7 separate regions of the Mus musculus genome follow, and regions 2, 3, 4, 5, 6 and 7 are each linked to region 1. Evidence: chromatin contacts called from public ChIA-PET, Hi-C and HiChIP or PLAC-seq data. All regions are on one chromosome and are shown on one strand. The core of a region is the stretch at or near the end of the contact, and the rest is flanking DNA. Distances in the headings are between cores, read along the strand shown.

What was found. Hi-C and Micro-C count contacts between places; a contact is called where the count stands out from the background. ChIA-PET counts read pairs in DNA pulled down with a chosen protein or histone mark. HiChIP or PLAC-seq counts read pairs in DNA pulled down with a chosen protein or histone mark.
Region 2: a contact with region 1 is called in an RNA polymerase II ChIA-PET map of memory CD8 T cells, with 3,425 read pairs. The contact joins the enhancer-like site here to the promoter of Btg1 in region 1. A contact is called at or near these places in 9 of 39 promoter capture datasets (the 3T3-L1 cell line, 3T3-L1-derived adipocytes, the C10 cell line and 5 more), 1 of 15 datasets of contacts at CTCF or cohesin (pro-B cells), 25 of 484 Hi-C or Micro-C datasets (B cells, CD4 T cells, CD8 T cells and 14 more), 27 of 115 datasets of contacts at active chromatin or transcription factors (the 230-238 cell line, CD8 T cells, the SCID.adh cell line and 19 more) and 3 of 9 other capture datasets (adipose tissue, liver and macrophages).
Region 3: a Hi-C map of cerebellar granule neurons shows a contact between it and region 1, with 4 times the contacts expected there. The contact joins the enhancer-like site here to the promoter of Btg1 in region 1. A contact is called at or near these places in 2 of 39 promoter capture datasets (the C10 cell line and liver), 9 of 484 Hi-C or Micro-C datasets (brain, cerebellar granule neurons, cerebellum and 4 more), 8 of 115 datasets of contacts at active chromatin or transcription factors (the SCID.adh cell line, bone marrow-derived dendritic cells, craniofacial prominence and 5 more) and 1 of 9 other capture datasets (pancreatic islet).
Region 4: an H3K4me3 HiChIP or PLAC-seq map of bone marrow-derived macrophages shows a contact between it and region 1, with 2.5 times the contacts expected there. The contact joins the enhancer-like site here to the promoter of Btg1 in region 1. A contact is called at or near these places in 4 of 39 promoter capture datasets (the 3T3-L1 cell line, 3T3-L1-derived adipocytes and the C10 cell line), 2 of 15 datasets of contacts at CTCF or cohesin (CD8 T cells and the NIH/3T3 cell line), 4 of 484 Hi-C or Micro-C datasets (B cells, bone marrow-derived macrophages and nephron progenitors), 9 of 115 datasets of contacts at active chromatin or transcription factors (the 230-238 cell line, CD8 T cells, the SCID.adh cell line and 5 more) and 1 of 9 other capture datasets (adipose tissue).
Region 5: a contact with region 1 is called in an HNF4G HiChIP or PLAC-seq map of pancreatic cancer cells. The contact joins the enhancer-like site here to the promoter of Btg1 in region 1. A contact is called at or near these places in 4 of 39 promoter capture datasets (the 3T3-L1 cell line, 3T3-L1-derived adipocytes and hippocampal neurons), 1 of 15 datasets of contacts at CTCF or cohesin (the NIH/3T3 cell line), 20 of 484 Hi-C or Micro-C datasets (the AML12 cell line, the C2C12 cell line, the MNK3 cell line and 10 more), 20 of 115 datasets of contacts at active chromatin or transcription factors (the 230-238 cell line, the NIH/3T3 cell line, the SCID.adh cell line and 17 more) and 1 of 9 other capture datasets (adipose tissue).
Region 6: a contact with region 1 is called in an RNA polymerase II ChIA-PET map of memory CD8 T cells, with 646 read pairs. The contact joins the enhancer-like site here to the promoter of Btg1 in region 1. A contact is called at or near these places in 7 of 39 promoter capture datasets (the 3T3-L1 cell line, 3T3-L1-derived adipocytes, hippocampal neurons and 2 more), 1 of 15 datasets of contacts at CTCF or cohesin (the NIH/3T3 cell line), 28 of 484 Hi-C or Micro-C datasets (3T3-L1-derived adipocytes, the C2C12 cell line, adipose-derived mesenchymal stem cells and 15 more) and 13 of 115 datasets of contacts at active chromatin or transcription factors (the NIH/3T3 cell line, acute myeloid leukemia, bone marrow-derived dendritic cells and 10 more).
Region 7: a contact with region 1 is called in an RNA polymerase II ChIA-PET map of memory CD8 T cells, with 1,118 read pairs. The contact joins the enhancer-like site here to the promoter of Btg1 in region 1. A contact is called at or near these places in 2 of 39 promoter capture datasets (hippocampal neurons and neutrophils), 5 of 484 Hi-C or Micro-C datasets (the AML12 cell line, CD4 T cells, double positive thymocytes and 1 more) and 11 of 115 datasets of contacts at active chromatin or transcription factors (the 230-238 cell line, the SCID.adh cell line, double positive thymocytes and 8 more).

What each region holds. Positions count from the first base shown.
Region 1 is chr10:96,615,159-96,618,381 of GRCm38.p6, reverse strand. Btg1 (BTG anti-proliferation factor 1) reads right to left here and starts at 1,381. Exons shown (of 2, transcript NM_007569.2): 1 at 910-1,381; 2 at 1-106. The coding sequence starts at 1,057.
Region 2 is chr10:96,397,322-96,400,346 of GRCm38.p6, reverse strand. No RefSeq gene overlaps it. Among named protein-coding and RNA genes, the nearest start is that of Gm33782, 90 kb to the right of the region's middle. Within about 2 kb of position 1,591, at least 102 of the 459 cell types and tissues checked have an H3K27ac peak or open chromatin away from gene starts, as enhancers often do. A contact at or near this core is called in B cells, CD8 T cells, Th1 cells and 15 more, where this site is marked.
Region 3 is chr10:96,846,137-96,848,944 of GRCm38.p6, reverse strand. No RefSeq gene overlaps it. Among named protein-coding and RNA genes, the nearest start is that of Gm46240, 54 kb to the left of the region's middle. Within about 2 kb of position 1,269, at least 15 of the 459 cell types and tissues checked have an H3K27ac peak or open chromatin away from gene starts, as enhancers often do. A contact at or near this core is called in cerebellar granule neurons, cerebellum, muscle stem cells and 1 more, where this site is marked.
Region 4 is chr10:96,433,835-96,436,736 of GRCm38.p6, reverse strand. No RefSeq gene overlaps it. Among named protein-coding and RNA genes, the nearest start is that of Gm33782, 130 kb to the right of the region's middle. Within about 2 kb of position 1,421, at least 22 of the 459 cell types and tissues checked have an H3K27ac peak or open chromatin away from gene starts, as enhancers often do. A contact at or near this core is called in adipose tissue, bone marrow-derived macrophages and microglia, where this site is marked.
Region 5 is chr10:96,870,158-96,872,944 of GRCm38.p6, reverse strand. No RefSeq gene overlaps it. Among named protein-coding and RNA genes, the nearest start is that of Gm46240, 30 kb to the left of the region's middle. Within about 2 kb of position 1,279, at least 84 of the 459 cell types and tissues checked have an H3K27ac peak or open chromatin away from gene starts, as enhancers often do. A contact at or near this core is called in the C2C12 cell line, the MNK3 cell line, the NIH/3T3 cell line and 15 more, where this site is marked.
Region 6 is chr10:96,821,125-96,823,882 of GRCm38.p6, reverse strand. No RefSeq gene overlaps it. Among named protein-coding and RNA genes, the nearest start is that of Gm46240, 79 kb to the left of the region's middle. Within about 2 kb of position 1,367, at least 60 of the 459 cell types and tissues checked have an H3K27ac peak or open chromatin away from gene starts, as enhancers often do. A contact at or near this core is called in 3T3-L1-derived adipocytes, the C2C12 cell line, beige adipocytes and 5 more, where this site is marked.
Region 7 is chr10:96,785,866-96,788,978 of GRCm38.p6, reverse strand. No RefSeq gene overlaps it. Among named protein-coding and RNA genes, the nearest start is that of Gm33897, 72 kb to the right of the region's middle. Within about 2 kb of position 1,563, at least 51 of the 459 cell types and tissues checked have an H3K27ac peak or open chromatin away from gene starts, as enhancers often do. A contact at or near this core is called in the SCID.adh cell line, double positive thymocytes, effector CD8 T cells and 2 more, where this site is marked.

The sequences.
Region 1 (3,223 bases), core at 132-2,631:
TGGGCTGCCTGTCCAATCAGAGGATCCATCTTATGGTTGATGCGAATACAACGGTAACCTGATCCCTTGCACGGCTTTTCTGGGAACCAGTGATGTTTGTAATGTTCTGTGGAAGAAAAGAACAGAGAAACAATGCTCAGGACGGTAGTCAACGCAGCCGTACCGTAGCGTACTTTCCTCCTCCTGCTGCTAGCTTCTTAGCGAAGCGAAAATGAAAACCACCAACTTTCACAAATGTCCGGGACCGAATTCGCTGTCGTGAGACAGAATAGAGAAAGCAAAGACACTGTGGCAAACACTGTCCGGGTACTGACCGGTTGAGCCGCCAAAACAGGAATCCCGCGCGCAGCCCTGGATGGCCAACTAGCTGGATGGCACAGGCAAGCGGGCGGGAACCTGTTTACTTTCTCCACCCCAACGGGGTCCCATACAATAGACTTTATGGAACTGGTGGGGGGTGGGGGCAAGACAACGCCACTATGGCCAGTTAACCCCAAAGGGAAGAAAACCCAAGAAACCTTAAACCAAGATCTGGGTTGGGTTGTAATTGTACCGGTGACAAATCCGATGATTAATGGGCAAGAGGCACAGGAGGTGCGGAGACCTGGCACGTCCGTCCCGGGCCGGCTCCGAAACACAGAGGCGACAAGCCACCCAGGGGCTCAGCCGCAGACTCTCGCAACGGTCGCGGCGACCCGGCAGAGGAGACCGACGGGACTCCGGGCCCTGGGTCTTTTGTCCCCCGCGACCGGCCGGTAGCCGTCGGGGCGCAGCTCCGCGTCGCCCCGCTTCGGATCCTTTGTTGTGCGTGTCGCGGCGCCCCGCCGCCCAGCTCCCCCCCCCTCCCCCAGCCACGACCGGGACGCGCCCGTTAGTGGCGACCCGCGACGGTCCCCGCGCCCCGCTCACCTGCCAGCAGCTCCTGCAGGCTCTGGCTGAAAGTCTGCAGCTGTCGCTCGCTCGTGAGCCCCTTGGTGCGGAGGAACTTGGAGATGAAGGACACCGCGGCGGCGATCTCGCCTATCATGGTGGCGGCCCGGGTGTAGAAGGGATGCATGGGGGCGGCGGCCGGGGGTGGCCCGGGGCGGCCGGGGCTCGGCCCCGACGGCGAAGCGGCCACCCCGGGCTCTCGCCCAGACCCGACGGCCGAGAGGAAGCGAGGGCGCGAGGCGCGGACGGCTACTGGTTCTAGGGGATTTTTTTTCTTTCCTTTAGAGTAAAAAAGTTATTTTCAAGCCAGGAGGCGGCAGGAGAGACAGAGAGAGACGAGCGATGGCGGCCTGGTCACATCGCTCGGACCTCCCCAGCCGCCTCCGCCTCCAGCTCGGTAGCCTCCGAGGATCCCGAGAGTTGCATTTCCAGCTCCGAGGGGCGAAGAGCTGCCGCCGCCGTGCAGCTCATTTTATAGGGCTGCGGAAAGGAAGTGGCGTACCCGGGGCGTGAGGGCGGACGCCAGCCAATCCGGAGATCGCACCATTGTGACGCAGGCAGATTCGGGGCTGGAGGGGGCGGGAGAAAGGCCGCCAGGGGGCGTGCCCAGAGGCCGGGATGAGAGGGAGGAGCTGACGTAATCTGCTTGTAAACAAATAAACCCCCCGAGTGGCAGCCTGAGACTCCGGAGCGGTGGAGGGCGGAGAAAGAAGCCAAGGAGGCGCGTGTGAAAGCTCCGCCCCCGAGCTAGCTCCGCCCCCGGTTCGGGCCAGCGGGGACCCTCCAGTCCCCGAGCGGGCTCCGGGTTCCTCACTTACTGCGGTGTGGCTGGAACCTCAGGACTGAGGTTCGGTCTCCGCAGCCCCAGTCCTTTGCGTACCCCATGTTTACATCTGAGCCCAGTTCCAGCCGGCTTGGCTGGCAGCCCTGGCGGGAGGAGCGTGCGGTGGCGGAGACTAAGGCTCCGCTAGGGAATGGAAGGAAGGACTCGCTCCCTGGAGCTATCCTGCGGCTTAATCCAAGCCATTGCCCCTAGGGTTTGCAGAACCCCGGGGGGCTGGGGGGGGGGAGAAGATGAGCCTTGAAACTCATAAAAATCTGCATATGTATTTTAGAAAGGCACAACAAATTCGTTTTTCTAGTTCAAGTGATGTCAGAACTTTAGAGTTGTGCTGCTGTTGACACATAAGATAAAACTTTAAGCTTGTCGAGAGTGTTAAGCATAGACACCCATATTTACTGGCAAAGACGGTTGTAAACAGCCTAGAAAAAAAGGAAAGCATGAGCCTGCTAAAACTATTAGACCCAAAATAGGGTTAACCCAACTCTCTTAAAGTAGGAGAAGGGAGAGAAAACAATGAAGTCCAGGCAGGAAGAAGAAAGCAAACAAGAGGCAGAAGTTGAACTCTACCAGATGGAAATAAATATTTAGAGTTTAGTTGGTCATCAGATGCAATACACACCACTTTAAAATATATATATGTGTGTGTGTGTGTGTGTGTGTGTGTGTGTGTGTGTGTGTGTATGGAGCTAGAGGAGAAACAAGAGGATAATTGGTTCTGAAATTAATTTGAAAAGGTGACCTATACATCATTTATCATTAATATACAATACTTAAGTACCCACATATTATCTAAAGATAATGTTAGAAAGCACTTCAGAAAGTATCAAGTTTTTTTTTATAATAAACTGAATCAAAAAATAACATCTTTGTGCATGTGTGTGTGTGCGTGTGCGTGTGCGTGTGCGTGTGCGTGTGTGTGTGTGTGTGTGTGTGAATTGTCAGATAGGACTTTCTGAAAACAGACGCAGGGTTTTGACTGGAGGCTCATCTTACCATCCCGGAAGATAAAGAACCAAAAGTGAGTCCTTGAACCATAGGCTATCAAGAGGTCTGCATCTCTCTCTCCCACCCGCCTCCCCACGCGTTCTGTCCTTTCCAGTCTGGATTAGGAAGAGAATAAAACTGTCTCCTTTGCCTGTGACTGTGAATCCCATCCCAGTGACTCAGAGTATAAACAGACTCCTCTACAAAGCAAAAATAACGAACAAAGCTAACAAAATACTGAAGTTTGAACCGGGACATCTCCCAATTCCTGATTCTCTCCACAAACTTCACTGCCTTCCCAGACATCATCAGGCCCTCATCTGAAAACTTTAAGATTAGCTCAAGGACCGGGCATAATTAACACATACTCCCAGAACTCCAGAGGAGATGCAGACAGATCTCTGTGAGTTCAAGGCCAGCGAAAGATGCATAGTTGAGTCTTTGTCTCAAAACAAAGCAGTCAGT
Region 2 (3,025 bases), core at 342-2,841, 220 kb after region 1:
TCCACCCACACCCCTACAACTTCACATTATGCCCCAGTTGGTGGCCTTTATGTTCCTAGCAGGGACAGTGGTGGGTGTTTGTTTATTAAAGCATCTGTGATTGAGGCAGCAGGTGAGAATGTCTAATTCTAGTTGCAGCTGGCCTTGAATCCAATGCAGAGGGCAACCTCTGTTGGTGTATCAGTTAACCCAACAGGAAGGCAGAAGAAAGGAAGGGTAGGCACGGAGGCCATTTGTTCTGTTCAACTACCGCAGCTCTTCAGACAAGAGGAAGATGGCTAGTGCTTAAGATTTCTGTCCATCTGTTCCTTGGAAATGTTGTCATATATAAATGAAAGGACCACTCGGGTCTTCCCCTGCCTGTGACATTGGCACCAGGACACGCCCTCTGCACAATGGCTCTTGTTGAAGGCAGAGCCCCCAGGAAACCTGTCACCCCAAACAACTGTCACATTCTGTTGCGATCAGTCATAGAAAGAATGGCAGTGCCCTCCCCACCAGCACTGGGGATGGGTTGATGGTCACAAGACTGAAAAGACCTTGCCTTGTCTGCCAACAACAGGGGTCTGTGCAGCTGCCCGGCCCAGGCAGCTGGGGCTGCTGGAGGGTCTTCCCGCCCACTTCCTGTGTCTGGCTTTGATTTCTTGAAGGGCAGATGGTCTTACTCCAGTATCCTCCCGGTTAAGCCAGACAAAAACAAGTCCAAAGCTGCCCTTGCCTGTCTGTCGCTCCTCCGGCTTTGTGTCACCCTATTCTGAGGTATCTGCATCCAGGTCTTTCTGTTTTAGAAAGCTCTGGTAGGGAAGCAAAGACCAGGAGGCAAAATGTGTAGATAATAAAAGAGAACTCCAAATAATTTTTGCTTGGAAATAACATATTGGAAGGCAGGTCTTCTTTTGTTGCTATTTGTTCTTTTGAGGTAGGCTCTCCTGTGGCTCAGGCTAGCCTCAAACGTGCTCTGTAGCTAAGGATAACCTTGAATTTACAACCCTCCCATCTCCACCTCCTGCTTGTTGGGGATTACTGATCGGTGTCTCCATGCCCAGTGTATGAAACGCTAGGGATCCAGACTCACCTGAGTCTGGCCTGCGGGACTGGGGTGGGGCCTGAGCATTGGGAGTTTGAGGAGCTGCCCCAGTTACTCTAATCTGCAGCAGAGCTAGAGAATCTGATCCCAGCTAAGGGTTTTCAAAGTTGACTGAGCATCAAAAGCCATGAGGGGGAGACTAGGAAAGCTGAGAGCACTCAGTGCCCTTCCCACCTTGAAATTGAGTTGTGCTGGAGCCTGGGTATATGCAGTTTCCTCCCTCCCTCCCATCGTCCCTCTCTTGTTTCCCCCCTATTCTTCCCTCCCTCTTTCTCTTCCCTTCCAAGGATTTCATTGGTGTCTTTTATCGCTAATACGTTGTCTTGTTTTTCCTGGTAAATTTTTTTCATAGTTAACAACCACATCTGTTGGTGGCACGTAACATGATGGCTTGCTGTACGCACAGGTTGTGGAATGGCTCCATTGAGCTCCTTCACATGTGTGCTGTCTCAAGCTTGCCTTTCTCCTTTCTCACCAGCACCCGCCCACACCTTCAGTCCCTCCCTAAGCTGCGGTCCTAAGTCACATGCTGAACTGTCTGACTTCAGACTTCACCAGCCCCATTCCCTCAAGCTTGGTGCAATGCACGGCTGTTAACTAATTTGCATGTCTCTTTTTCACAGTAAAATCTAACTAGCTCCTTTAGAAAGAAAAAAAAAAACCAAAACCAACCAACAACAACAACAATACCATCTTTCTCTGGTTTTTCTGCATTATATGGCAGATGTTCAATTACTGGTTGTGCATTGAGTAAATCAGGGTTGGTTTTGACAGTGAAAGACAAGCACGCAGGAAAGGTCCAGCCATCTATGGCATCTGATCTAATAACAGCCCCGCATTTCAGAGCATTCGTCTAGAGGAGGAGTTTCTGTGTCTTGGGATGTGGTGGGAGGGCTGGCATGGCAAAGCACTCGTCAGAACACCAGAATAAAAAAGGCTTTATGCATAAGCAGATTGTATGACATTACATCAACAACTCTCCTTTTAAAACTGGCATTTAATGAGTATCTCTATCAATAAAGGCCTTTTAAGAGCTCTCCATAAAATGTTGTGAAAAACGAGAACGTTTAAAATCCAGGCCAACAATGAGCCCCATTCACACGGCTTCCTCACACGCTTTCTCCAGTGTCCTGGGCTCAAACAGCCTCACTTATTCTCCGCCGGCGAAGTTGGCACATGCTAACCATATTGATTGTCTGATTACAAATAGAGCCCGTGGCAATGAGGGCTTACAAGAGGAACCCATTTGTCCCTCTGGGTTATACATGGATGTCAGACTTAATACACGTTCAACCACAGAGCAATGGAACCAGGTAGGAAAGTGTGATTCCCAGGGAAATTAGACTCCTGGGGTGAACAATAACTTCGTTGTTTCACGGGAACCTTTCGGAGCCATTCCAAAGAGATGTTTAAACAAGGGTTTACTAATCCTTACTAATTTCTAAAGTAGCTACTCTCCAGGAAGAACGGGCTGTCTCTTGTTCTTCATTGATCGATAGAACATTTAACAGCAACAATGTGAGGTTATACAGCCAGAGCTCTTTTGGAGTCTAAAACCCAGAACTGGCAATGAGATATTTTGGCAGAGGGATAGAATTTGCATGGGAGTAGGGAGTCAGTTGCTTTTATTTCTGTGGCCTTCTGCTCAGATGACCACTGAAAGGCAGGTTTGTCCCTGTGATGCAGAAACCAGTCCCTGGAACGGTACCCTGGTGCTATCATTAACGATATCAGGGAAAACCTGATATGAGAGCTCCTTTGAGTTTCTGGTCAAAATGGTTTCACTGTAGCTCCGTGCCTCTCCACGCCTCTGTTTCCTACCATTGGGTTGGATTTTCCGATTTGAAAAATGTCAAGATACTTGGATGTTGACTTTTTAAATCTAGTCTATCACTGTGGAACTGCGTTCCACGCCACTGTTGGCAAATGACCAATGGG
Region 3 (2,808 bases), core at 20-2,519, 230 kb before region 1:
AGAAGGAAATTTTGTATCCAGTGCACAGAGGAAAACACTAGATTGAATAATTCATAAGTGGTAAAGAATGTGAGAAGCATTCATGTGTGCAAGTATGTTTCTCAAGCCAGAAATGCCTGGCTTAACAAATCCAGGTCTTAGTCTTGTAATAGCAAAAAAAAAAAAAAAAAAAAGATGAGCAAAGAAAATCTGGCAGTAGTTGAACTTACCACTTGCAAGGAGAGTGGCCACAAAAGCCAGATGGCAACCGCTCTTGATGGGGCTGGAGGTGTGGTTCTATGGTGGAACACTTGCCTAGCATGAGCTGGACATAGGTCCAAGCCCTCCAAGCTAAAATAAAAAAGAAAGGAAGGGAAGAAGGAAGGAGGGAGGGAGGGAGGAAGGAGGGAGGGGCGAGCAGACTGAAGGAAAGAAAAAAGAAAGACAGAAAGACAGATGACAGACAGAAACAAAAAAACAAAGAAGTATGATCGATAGGTGGGTGGGTGGGCAGATGGATGGATGGACGAATGGACAGATGGATAGATAGATAGATAGATAGATAGATAGATAGATAGATAGATAGACAGACAGACAGATGGATAGATAGGCAAACAAGCATCCTAATAATTAGGGGAGTATTTGTTTACAGCATTAGTACATAGCCAAACACAGAAAAAAAGTACTTGTTATGGAAGTTTGAGAAATCAAGTCTGGACTATATTAGCTAACCTTTAATCAGTCATTCTGCTTAAACATAAATGAGAAGAGACTTGTTTTCAGGTCACCCCTGGGGGGACGTTCATATCTTCAGTTTGTCACAGTAGTCATCTACATAATTCTCTTCCCAACCATTTGTTTCCTAAGAAGGATTTTCTGATTTGTCACACATGTCCTCATTCATTGGTGCAGTGCCCTGGCAGACCAGAGATTCCAAACTTGTCCAGGAAAGGCTTTCATAATTCATCATGCATACCACTCTGCCTTGGCACCAATAGCCATGGCTCTATCCAAGTGCATGCTCTCGGGCATTCATGGTTGACTAAAAGGACCAGATTTCTGATGAACTAATGTAGGACAAAGGCAAAGAGGCTGAGCAACACGGGTCCTGTGGTTGAGGTGGAGAAGAAATAAAAAGAGGAAGAGAGAGAATATGAGAGAGGGGACCAAGGGATGAAGCCAGGAGTAAGTGGGGGATGCTCCTCTTGATGGTGTATAAGAGAAGAATGTGTGGTGATGGTGATGCTAGGTGAAGAAAGCTGCTCCCTGCAGTGAGACAAGATTCTGCCAGAAGAGTGCTGAGAGGCTTGTGAGGGAAGAAGGAAGGAGGACAGGAAGAGCGGGGAAGGAGAACCTGGTGAGAGAACAAATGTGCCAGGACCGATTTTTTTTTTTTTTTTGAAAGTGTGCTACCAGCCAGAGAACACAGGAAGTTCATGTTGAGGACCATCCTTGAAGTAGGGCATGTGCTGACCTTGGCTTTGGCAAGGCTGAGGGAGACAGAGAGGAGTATAGTGGACAGGGGACGATGCTTGGATTCAGGCTATGTCAAGGCTCTTTGCAAGGGTCAATTTGTCTCGGAACAGTTTTCCTGTTTCCACCGTGGTGGAAAGGACTTCAGCAGTGAGCCCTCCGGATTTAAAATTGAGATTTTCTCTGTTGAAGTGTTTCACCTTACAAAGATAGAGCACAGTCGTGAGAATGGAGTGTGCCCGACTATTGTTACAGTCTAAGTATTCAGTCAGCCTTCTTCTCCTGCTGAATATTCAAATTGGAAGACTATGCGGGACAAAGAGAAAAATAAATGCATTTCTGATTAGAAAATGCAAATGAGTTCCTGCATTCTGCTTAAATCCCTCCAACACACCCTTTAGTTCTGTGCTTTCATTACCATCTAACTAGGAACTTATGTATTTTGTGTGAGTCTCTTCAATTTTTCTTAAAAAAAAAAAAAAACCTTCAGCCTGAAGGTGAAAGAAATGCAAATGAAAGCTACTCGATAACAATGGGTCCATGGAACTGGCAAAAATCCCAAAACAGCAACAATGTTTCAAGTTGATCAAATGGTAACAATAGAAACCCTCCCATCTCCGTGGCCTTATAAAGAAACATCAAAGTTTAGGAGGAAAACTTGGAAATTAATTATCCCAAGTATTTTAGCTTATTGACCATATACCACTTAGATAGATGTACAAATGATAAAACACATTTGAGTAAAAATATCACTATCATAAATAGTATCAGGGCAAAGAACAGGGAATGTTTAAAATGCCCCCCATCAGGGAACTGGCTTTTTAAATTAGGGTCCATCTTTTCAACAAAAACCCCCAGAGGCCCTTAAAGAGTTCTGCTCGGTATATTAGATAGTCGTGTACTAGAACTATAACGTGTTTATTATAACACATTTTAGTCAAAGTATCAATGATAGACTAGACACCAGCGATATTTTATAAGGATCGTCCATGCAAGGACAACATTTGAAGAGGACCATAGCAAATTGTAAGCTGTGGACATCCCCCAGGCAGTGGCAGAAATGGGAGGGAGACTTTTGCTTTTTCTTTCTTACTGCATTTTTTTTTTAATCTACCTACCCAGGTTCTTCCATAATGCCAACCTATTTACTCTGACATTTTCGTTTGTATCTTTTCTAGAAATGTAGGGGTTGCAGTTTCTTGCTGGTGGGTATATCAAGTCTGTAATCTCTCCATTCTAAGCTGATGCTACCATTCTGTGTCAGGGCTTGTTCACCCCAGGTTCCAAACGTTCCGGGAGTGTACAGACCTACTCTGCACAGCTCTCATTTTGCTGCTGCCTTCTCCCTGTATCAGC
Region 4 (2,902 bases), core at 172-2,671, 180 kb after region 1:
CTCCCTCCCTCCCTCCCTCCCTCCCTCCCTCCCTCCCTCCCTTCCTTCCTTCCTTCCTTCCTTCCTTCCTTCCTTCCCCCTTTCTCTCTCCTTCCTTGTTCTTCTCTCCCATTTCTCTTCCTAACCAGGGTTTCACACATGATAAACACACACTATTGTACTTTCTACCTTACAGAATCAACATTTCTCGCTTCTACATTTCGGTGAGAACAAGTGGCCTTTGGCCTCCATGCCTCGCTCATTTCACTTGATTTAATGTCCTTTCATTCCCTCTAGAAAGTACCAATTTTGTAACACATGTAAAGAAATATGTTACTTATTTTCATTCCTCCTAAAAAACAATGTGAGGTTCTGTTGTGATGCTCAGTAGACACAGCTGTCACACATAGGGTTGGACTGGATTCTTGCCATTACTGTGAAGATCTGATCCTGTGATGCTGGTCAACAAATATTTCTATGGTAACATCTTTTTCTGAATTAGAAAGGGGATGTATACGAGTATATAATAATATAATTAAAAGATAATATGAATGTAATAATATTATAAATAAGATAATTAGACCTTATTTCACTTTCATGTTACTTTTCAAGAAAAAAAGTTTAAAGATATAGGCATTTAGTAATATTTTAAAGATCTATATATCTAGTAATATTTTAAAGAAATACCTTAAAACATTAATGTTGACATATTTGAATTGGCATTTTCTTAGAGAACACAATCTAATTTATAAATCTGAACCATGAAGAACTCAGTAGATAATTATAATCTTGAAGGCGTTTCAAATGTACCTTAATGGGACTCCGTCAGCCAACCAACCAGAGGCCATGTTTAAATTTTTAAACAGTGCATTAAATAATTAAGCAGCATAACAAATTATGTTTTGGGTAGTTGTCACAGCCTAATTTTTTGAGTACTCTCAAAAAAGAAAAAAAAAAGTATATATAAAAGGTTCATTAGAGATTCTCTGAAGCCCCAAACACTAATGCTAGGCATGTGACACTCCCAAGAGGAAACAGGGCTCAAGTTCTCTGCTGGAAATAGATTAAATAGAAGCCCAACCAGAGATTGCCACTGAAGTCTTTGAGGACACACCCCAAACATTTTCAGACTTCCATGGCTGACAAAAGCAGCTTTCTCCTTTTACAAGGACTTTCCCTGCTTGTATGAATACCTTTGTTTAACTGAGTCAATGATTGGAGTCTCTAACCTGCCTTGCTATGGCACACTTTCTCATGACTTTAAAAGACCAAACCAGGGGCTGCAGGAAAGCTTGTCGGTCTTCGTATCCCACTTCCCGTCTTTGTTGAACCAAATTCCCTTATCCGACAATTGAAAGAAACTGTTAGATATTTTCCAGTGGTTGCTAGTGTCTGGTGTCATGGTACTTTTTTTTTCTTTCCCTTTCGATGTGTTTGACAAATTTCAAAGTGGCCCTTGTTACTCACTTCCTTCCTGGATTTCACAACTGTATTCCAAAGTGTTAGTCTAGAGTCCAGCATTTATGTGTTATAGATGTTATCACATTCCCTACCGTGAAACCACTTTTTCTTCTGAAAATTTTAAAAACATTATTTTCCACATAGATGACTTCAACCCTACACAATAAAATCACCTTTGCCTGTGATGGTCCAATAGATAAATTCCTATAACAACACAAGACTACGTTTCATATGAATGCCTATAATTGTATGAATTAAAAAAAAAAAGTCTTATTTTGTTTCAAGGCAGAGTCTCGTTAGCCCAGGCTGGCCTTGAACTTGTTATGTAGCTGAGCATGACTTTTAACTCCTTTCCCCATTTCCCATACCTGTAATCACCGTACCCACCTAAACTTGTCTACTTGTTTTAGAAGCTCTGGAGATTGTACTCAGGGACTCATGCATACAGGACAATCACTCTATCAATTGGACTATCAGCCCAGCCCCACCAATTATATTTCTGATGGAATACAATAGTCTGCAGTTCTTTGTTTTAAACTGTAGCTGGCTGGAAGTATAGTCCAAGGGATCTAGAAAGAATTAAATCCAAAATACTTCAGCATCTTTCTGTCCACCAGGCTTGTAGGACCAAGCCTTAGTTAGAGAAACTCTTCAGTCAATACAACTGCATACTCCATTGACCATCACGGCTTAGCCATCTACATGGGCAAGGATGGCAGGGTTTGAAGGAAAAGAGGTCAGTAGACTTGATTTTAAGTTCCAGTGTCACCAGCAGTTGTGTAGTCTTGTGAGAACTGTACCCCTTCTCTGTTGCGGGGTGGGGGTGGGGTGGGGATGGGGTGGGGGGAGAGTACCAGCACTGGGCCCGAGTTCCCAAGCCCCTTGGCGGATTGCTGCCGCCAGCTCCACCCAATGACTGTCTATCCCACAGTCAGCCATCACAACATCCATTTACCTGGTAGAATCAAAACTCTTAAAGCTTATAACTAGCCAATCAGATTTATGTACCATTAAGTTCACAGTTTACAAGATGCCAATACAATAATTTCAGAACCAATTGATAATGATTAAAAGCTCTATCCCAATTATTCTAACCTTATGGTATCATAACTACCTGCAGCTGGTTAAAGCCACACTGGTTCACGTCTGCCTCCATCTTGGCCTTCTCACTTCTCTCCCTCTGAGATGCTCTCTGCCTCTCCAACTCTTAGCTCCACCTCCCTTTTTCATGTCCAATCACAGGCCTCCTGCTGCCCTAATGTAATTGGACAGGGAAAATTCTGCAACACTTCTCCATGCTTCTATTTCAATAAAATACCAACTCTTAGCTCCACCTCCCTTTTTCATGTCCAATCACAGGCCTCTTGCTGCCCTAATGTAATTGGACAGGGAAAAACCTGCAACACTTCTCCATGCTTCTATTTCCATAAAATAGTAGGGGTGACATTCAGCCATGCCTAAC
Region 5 (2,787 bases), core at 30-2,529, 250 kb before region 1:
ATATAGTGAAACGGTACCTCAGAGAGAGAGAGAGAGAGAGAGAGAGAGAGATTAAGAGAGCGAGTGAGAGAGAGAGAGAGAGTTTTCTTCCATCACAGTTTCAACAGAATTTTACCAACAACCACATAAACTCCAGAAATTATAAGAACAAAATTATAATCCCATCTAGGTGTGGCACATGCCAGGAACACCAGAACTCGGGGGTTTTCAGGATGGAGAATGAGGTTTGCACCTACAGAATAAGTTTGAAGCCAACCTGGGCTACCGGAGACACTGCAAAGCACACTTGACTGTCCATTGTTTCGGGGTCACTGACTGTGCAGCCTGCAGGCTAGATTAGAAAATGAATGAATACCTTTCTCCTTCTCTTCTCATTCCTTCCATTGTTCCAAGAGCTCTAGCCCTTTCTCTTTTCTCAGTTTTCTTGTTTTAAACATTCAGCGATGGTGCTCTTCAAAGACTCTTCCCTTTACCTGAAACCTCTCATCATTTTTGATGTTCATTGAGTATATTGCAGCGTCCAGCCCAGCATAGCTCTTCCTCTCCCAGAGCCTTGTCTAATTAACACAGTGGAGTCCAGTCCTCCCTGTTAAGTATTTCCTCCTCTCTGTTCTCTTTCCATCTACCGCTTCATGAGTTATAACATTATGTATGTATCTTATATGTACATATATATATATATTACTGTATTATGTTATATTATGATATATTGTAATAACTGTTTTTATATCCCTTAAACTAAGACATTGATCACTACTCAGCAGCCTCTCAGCCACTCTGTAAGTAGTTATGGGCTCATGTGCATACTGCTCCTCACTAAAATACTCCTGGGATTTAGTCAGTATTTATCCTCAGAGCCTTATATAGCTGCTATACAATGAATTAGGCATGTTTCCTGTCTGTCTCAGAGGAGAAAAAGTTGCACACCACCAAAACATACAAGAACATGGCCTCTGTCTCATGTGGTCTGTCGGTGAGTCACAGGGCTCAGACTTATGAAGGCTCGGAAACCTGGATTCCTCATCTTTTTCCTCCCTACTGTGTATCTGAAGGAACAATATCTTTCCATCTTTACCAAGGAGGCCAGGATAAGAAAGGAAGGTGGAGCTTCTTATCTTTCAGGTAGTTCGGATGACCGACATTCCCAAGAAGCCATTACTGTTTGTGAGCCAACCATCACATGAAATATCTGAAAAGATCAGAGGAAAGGGCAGGCCACAGATGGGGTGGGGTTGTTGACCCTGCATGTGGCTGCCTTGCGCTGTGAGTCAGACACCCACATCCTGTCCACTCTGGCTCACTCTTGTTCTCGTTTTAAGAGCTCTATCAAAGAGATGAAGCCTTACGCCTTCAGAAGGCTTCTGTTACTTTTTGGCAAAAAGAAAATATATGTGTGCATTCTGTAGAAGTCTACCAAATGTGGGTCTCTCTCTTTCTCTCTTTCTCTCTCTCTCTCTTTCTCTCTCTCTCTCTCTCTCTCTCTCACACACACACACACACACACACACACACATACACAAACACAGGCTTGGAAGCCTGGGCCACAGAACAAACAGTAACTCCACACACTAAGTCATTTGGTATTAATTAAACACTGTTCTCTTTAAAGAAATGGCATCTATTTAGTTTGAGCCAATACCATTCAAATAAACTTACAAAGAATTATAAAGTATTTATTAATATTAACCTTGACTTTAATTTTAAACCAATTAGACATTTTGTTCTGGCTGATTCTCTGAGCTTACAAAAGTTTATATTGCAGGATATAAAGTTCTGATTATGTTTGACATCGCTCCTTGTTTTTAAACTTTATCCATTTGCATTCTCAGGTTAAAAAAATAATCAGACAACTGTCTCAATGTAGTTCTTCATATTTACTCTTTTTTTTTTCCAATTGCAGTTCTGGAAGGGAGGAGGGAAAAAGAAAGAGAGTTTTAAAAAGAGGAATTAAGTTAAGGCTCAGGAGAAATCTATTCTGTTATTCCAGTTTGAAATATTTATTCTTTTCATGTGGCTGTCAATCAATTACGGACAACATTTGATAGCTCCCTGGGTATCTTAAATAAGAGTCACAGACAAACATCGCACTTGGAAGCCATCTCACAGGAAGACTTAAGGACATGCTTCTTGGCCTCTGCTGAATTTGTTGGAGCTATGTCGCTTGGCGCTCATGTGGCTTCCCAACAATACCTCCATCTTGACAAGATGAAAGGCTCTGGTGTTCCTAATCTACTGTAGGCATCTGCTAGTTCTGCCTCTTCATTTCATCTTACCTTCTTCTCCAGTCTAGTTTAGTTATTTTTCTCACCTCACATCCCCTTTTCATTTAATTTCCCAGAATAAAGACATTGCACCTGAGATTCTCTCTTCTATCTCCCATAATCAGCTTCCAAATGCTGACACCATTGCATACACTAGCAAGATTTTGCTGAAAGGACCCAGATATAGCTGTCTCTTGTGAGACTATGCCGGGGCCTAGCAAACACAGAAGTGGATGCTCACAGTCAGCTATTGGATGGATCACAGTGCCCCCAATGGAGGAGCTAGAGAAAGTACCCAAGGAACTAAAGGGAACTGCAACCCTATAGGTGGAACAACAATATGAACTAACCAGTACCCCGGAGCTCTTGTCTCTAGCTGCATATGTATCAAAAGATGGCCTAGTCGGCCATCACTGCAAAGAGAGGCCCATTGGACTTGCAAACTTTATATGCCTCAGTACAGGGCGACGCCAGGGCCAAAAAGGGGGAGTGGGTGGGTAGGGGATTGTGGAGGTGGGTATGGGGG
Region 6 (2,758 bases), core at 118-2,617, 210 kb before region 1:
CAAAGGCGAACGCCACCCAGAGGTAATAACGACCAAGCTTGTGCATTCCAATGGCATGACTTCCGGGAAGGCTGAGGGGGTTCAGACCTGAAACAGCTCCCTGCTTATCCTCATAGGTGATTTGACTTTAAATGACTTTAGGCTCCAAAAGGAACTACAAGTTTGAATTCCCTGTTGTGATTCAAGCCAGAAAAGAACATATTACCTTTCAATGACAGGTTTAAGAGGTTTTCAAGCTCAGCAGAAACAGTGTCACTGGAGCCAAGCAGAACTCAGCCATAGACAGTGCGAATCTGTATTTCTGAACAGCTGACGTGTGGCTATTTCAAAAACCTTACACCAATAATCTTCTGTGTAGATGCCCTGACACGCTGCTCTCGGAACTTTCCAGAACTGACTCATAATTAGCCATCATGGTCTGTTCAACCAAGAAGGAGGGATAACTTTATCTCACTTTAAGAATCTGAGTTGATGTTCTTCCTTATCATGTAAATGTCTTTAATGAGTCACTTATTGATATAAACACTTTGTATGGTGTTCTTAGGATTTGCCCAAACCCATCCTTCCTCGTAACTCGTTAGAATGTAAAATTGTTGAACCACTAGAGAAAAAACAAAGTTTCATGGTTCCCTCACTAAAGTTAAACAAGGATCTTTTTTTTTTTCCCGAACCATATGACCCTCCAATTCCACTCCTAGTCACACCAAAAATCATTGGAAACAGATGTTCAAATAAAACCTAGGGCACAAACAGCCATAACAGCAACTTTCAGGGTAATAACCTGCAGGTGGAAATGACCCTAATGCACATCAACAGATGAATGGATATAAAAAAAAAATGTGGCCTGCCCACACAGTAGAATATTATTCAACTACTAAAAGGAAGGAATGCATGAAGGAGGTGCATGCCACAGACAAATCAACTGGAACTCATACCTCACATGAATGAAGCAGACACAAAAAGTTGGAGGTTGTATAGTTTAATGTATTTGAAATTTTCAAAATAGGCAGATCTATAAAGATGGCAAGATTAGGGGTTTCCAGGAACTAGGGCAAAGGAGGAGTTAAAATTGATTGCTTAGTGAATAACAAGCTTGTAAAGAAACAAACAGTTCCAGAAGCAATTGTGGGGGGGAGATACCACCACAATTTCCTGCATGTGTTTATTGCCTCTGACTTCTTACAATGGTGAAAAATGACAAGCCTTGCCTGTCACTTTATACAATGAATGGATACCTATCTTATTTCCCAAGAACCTCTCTTGGGCCCATGGAAATTTTTCTGCAGTACTAACTGAAATGGGTCAACGGTTTTCCCTCGTGGGAAGGAACCCAAGTCTCTGATTGCACCGAGCAAAACTGGTCAGCTGTTTTACAAGGAAAACAGCTGGCACTGAAGCCTGTGCTCTTTAAAGAGCTGCTAGCTGAGCCTCTTCCCCAGGGTGAATTCAAGCTGAAGAGCTGTGATTCTGAGCCAGGTTTGCGTGGGCCACACCCAGCTACTAATAAGTTGTTCCCAACTCTACAGGCCTCATCTTAATAACTAGCTCTTCTCCTACCTTGGAAGTTCCCATAATCATGTGGCCACTCAAATGAGAAGAGCAGAAACCACTGACAATTTGGAGACGAGACAGAGTCCAGAAAAGGAAGCAAAGTCATGAAAATATAAATTTAGCTTGAGGTGTTCCATGAACACAAGGCAGAGGCTTAGAATTGGGGCTTGTTCTAAATGTCCAAACGGAGAAAATAGTGGTGTCTCTGGAACAGAGCCATGTGGGTAAAGCAGTTTCTAGAGCAGAGGCCAGACTCTGGTGTCCTGGATACATGGGAATTTATGACAATATTTGAAAACTTTTGCAACTTATGAGGAGACTTTGGCCTAGCTGGAGACAACTAGTCAGATGAACTGTCTGTGACCTAAAGATGACAAAGCAAGCTGCAAGTAGAGAAAGTTGGAAGTGACAGTTTCCTCTGTCCTGGAAATGCCAGTTAGGAATACTAGCTTTTAAGGTAGAGGTCAGTCTTGAGACACCAGGAGAAAAGGGAAGGTAGGCAGGAGCCAAGCCTTGTAATAATAATAATAATAATAATAATAATAATAATAATAACAATAACAATAACAATAATAATAACTCAAAGTCTTGATGTGACAGTTTTAAGCAGGAAAAATTACATCGTATGATTTAGGTTAATGAAATACTATTCTCTGGTGGCACTGCAGAAGATGGACAGGCGGAAGGAATCTTGGAGCAAAACCAGGAACATTGCCAGGGCAATAGTGACTCTCAAATGTTGCTGGTACAGACCAATGAGGATAAGAATGTAATCTAGGCAATTCTATTCTGTTGGATAAAATGTAGGGAAGGGGAGCACATGGCGGAGTAAAGACTTACTTCTAGTTCAAGCCAAAGGTCATAGCGTCTGATATGTTCTGCTACGATAAACAAAGCCAGTGTACGCCCTGTAGAACGTCTAGTGAGGTTTGCCCAGTGGTTGCCTCTAAGGTCATATTAACCATCCAGATGTGCTAGTCCAGATGTGCTAGTCCAGATGTGCTGGTGGCATATATTCAGTTTCTTCTTCCTTTAAAATTTTCTCACTTTTATTTTATCCAACATATAAAAGCATGTGGGAACGAGTTTCCATACTGTGCATTAATCCGCGACTACATTGTGTGATGTGTGATGTTTAGATCCGTTTTAATGCATCTTCTCAAACATTGGTCATTTCTTGATGATGAGAAGCTTCAAACTTGCTTTG
Region 7 (3,113 bases), core at 314-2,813, 170 kb before region 1:
ATAAGTAAATGGAATCTGAGACTCATTGCATGTTAATCACATAGTTTAGTATGTCCCGTATTTATTTTGAATAAGCATTGCATTCTCAAATAAGAATTATGTGCAGGAAGATGGGCCAGAATTTGATGGAGAAACCGGTGGGTACCCACTTCTTTTGGCTCCCGTGATGAATAGAGATTTTGAAGCCTATAGAAAATGAGAGCAGATGTGGGTAATGACATAATTTGTTATTTATGAATGCAGGTTTTCTCTGAAGATTGAGGAATTATCATGAAAACTATTCACTGAACCTCAAAAAAAATCAATAAATATTAATATCAGAATGCAAATGTTTTCACTATCATTTAAAATGTGAAGAGTATTTACCCATTTATGCCTCTGAACAATTCAGAGTGCCCTGAATGCTTATTGACTGTATGTCATTGCATGGTTCAGAGCAGTTCTCTGAACTGCTTAAAACTCTCAGCAAATCAGGAAGAGCACATTCGAAAAAGATAAGGCTGCACATTGTCCTCTTGCCCCTGTCACTCGTGGAAAGCGCCCTGGAGTGCAATCAGGAAACCTGGGCTTCGATATTTAAACACCATGTGACTCCAAGTAGCTTTCTCAAATATGAGCTACATTTTCCAAACCTATTAAATGAGAATAAAGGCACCACCCTCAAAGGGATATTTGAAGATAAACTGACATCAGAACCCACAGTATACATTACTATTTTAAACCCAATTAAGAATTAAGGATCTCCCCCCAAAAGTAGTAATTATCAACAAGATTATCTGAGAGTTCTTTTTTTGGTGGATATGAATTTGATGACATCATCCACATGAAAAGGAAATGGCAGGTCATCCATATATATACATATATATATATAGACATATATATTCAAATATTTCTAGTTATGATAATTATATAATTGTATAGGGTATAACTAAAAATTTCTCTATATACACAACAATTATGGGACATTGATTTAGTCTTTGATACTATGAGTGCTGAACAATTGATTGAGTTACCAGAGTGGTATGAATTTAAGAATGTCTCCCATAGACTCAAGTATTTGAATACTTAGTTTGCAGCTGGTATCAGTGTTGGGGAAGGCTATATAACCCTCTTTAGGGGGAGTCCTTCTGAATGAAGGATATCACTGAGGGTAAGGTTTGAGAGCTCAGAGCCACTTACAGCCTGTTCTCTCTAGTTCATGTTTGGGCTTAAAGATAGGATTTCTCAGCTTCCTGCTTCTGCTGACTGACATGTCTGCCTCTTACTGATAAACCTTCCTACCATGGTCCATTCTTAAACCCCCCGGAACCATAAACCAAAATAAATTCTTCCACAAGTTGTCACAAAAACAAAAACACAAAACCCTAATACAGTCATTAAATTTATTAAACCAGTAAAATTGATAGTTCACATCTGTTACAGTCTTATGAAGATTCATCTGTCCCTTTCTGGAACTGGCGAATAAATCATTGAACAAAAGCTCACCAGCTCAATACACAGTTCAAACAGCATTATACAGGAAACCTTCTCAAGTGTCTTGTAATCACCTGCCTAACGCTCTGTGGTGCCACAGGCAGGCGCAGGAAGTGGTTACAAGTAATCAAGCTCTAACTTTACGACTTTAACCAACTCAGCGGCTCTGTTTGCATGGCTTTCAAACAGCAGCATTTTGCCTAAGATTCCATTCACACAAGAGAATGCAGTGGTTAGTTCTTAACTGTCACCTTGACACAACCTAGAGTCACTGGGGATGTGTCTCAGTGAGGAATTGTCTAAGTGACCTGGGCTTATGGGCATAACCCTGAGGATTGAATTATGTATCAAGGGATAGGAAAATACCCAACCTAAAAGAGAAGCACATCGTTCCCTGAGCATCCATTCTCTCTGTGCTATTGACTGTGGGGGTGACGAGCAGCTTCAAGTTCACACCTTGACTTCCCCAAAACGATGATCTGGGACTTGAAACTTTAAGCTAAATAGACCTTTGCTCCCTTAAGTTGTTCAGACAGAATGTTTTATTCCAACAACAAGAAACAAAATCTAGACAGACAATTTGATTACTATAAAGGCACTTGAATTAATCATGGTTGGTGGTGCATTCTTACAATCCCAACATTCAGGAGGTGGAAGCAAAATAATCACCAGATCAAAACCCCTCAGCTCCAGATTGAGAGCCTTTCTCAGACAACCCAAAGGAGAAACATCTCACCTTGATGATTCCACCTTCGACAGTTCAAAGATGAGGAAGCTGTAGCCCAGAGACCACAGTACCTAAGGTAACAGTCAGCTACTTAATGAAGAGCACCACTAAGTTCTCTAGACTCTTAGTTGTCGTTATTTCTCCCATCATGATAATAATATCCATCTCCCTGTCATGTGCTGCACATCAAACACCAAGCCACACATTCCACCTGTATTTTTTTTTATACGCGGAAAACTCTTTAAGAATTCTACCAGTTTGATGAAGAAGTTCAAGGATGTTAAGCAACTTGAACAAGCCTACATTCGATTTCAGCCTAACACAAAATGTGTTTAAGCTGGAGGTTTCGTGTTGGCCATGAAAACAACAAGCCATCACAAAGCCCGTGAATAACTGAGTGTGTATTATATAATTAGTGGCCAGATTTTGCCATGCTTTTCATGTTCACTTTCTCAGAATTGAGACACAAGGACTATGAACATAGAGAAACCAAGTGAAATCTTTATTTCAGAACTGTTTTCCTCTCTCTGAACTGTAATCACATCTAATTTTATGTTGATTCTATATGTTATTATTGGGATAAGCTTGTGGCTTTTCTACTGTCTGATAGATCATGTTATTAAACACATTCATTTATTTCCTGGCTCAGGTGGTATAATGTGTACTCTGCAGATGAAATCTGTGTGTGTTATTGGGAAGGGGCTTTCCAGGTGACATTTGTGCCTTGCAAGTTTCATGTTCAAATCAATTTTCTTCAAATATAGATAAGCAGGGTGTTTTAGTATAACACCATTGTGGGATTTGGCCTATTTTTATGCAAATTGTAAGTCTGTATCTCAGGTATACAGAGTTTCACGGTTAAAAAATGTATATTCCCTTTCAATAATCTGTCTATAGTATGAAATTATCAAGG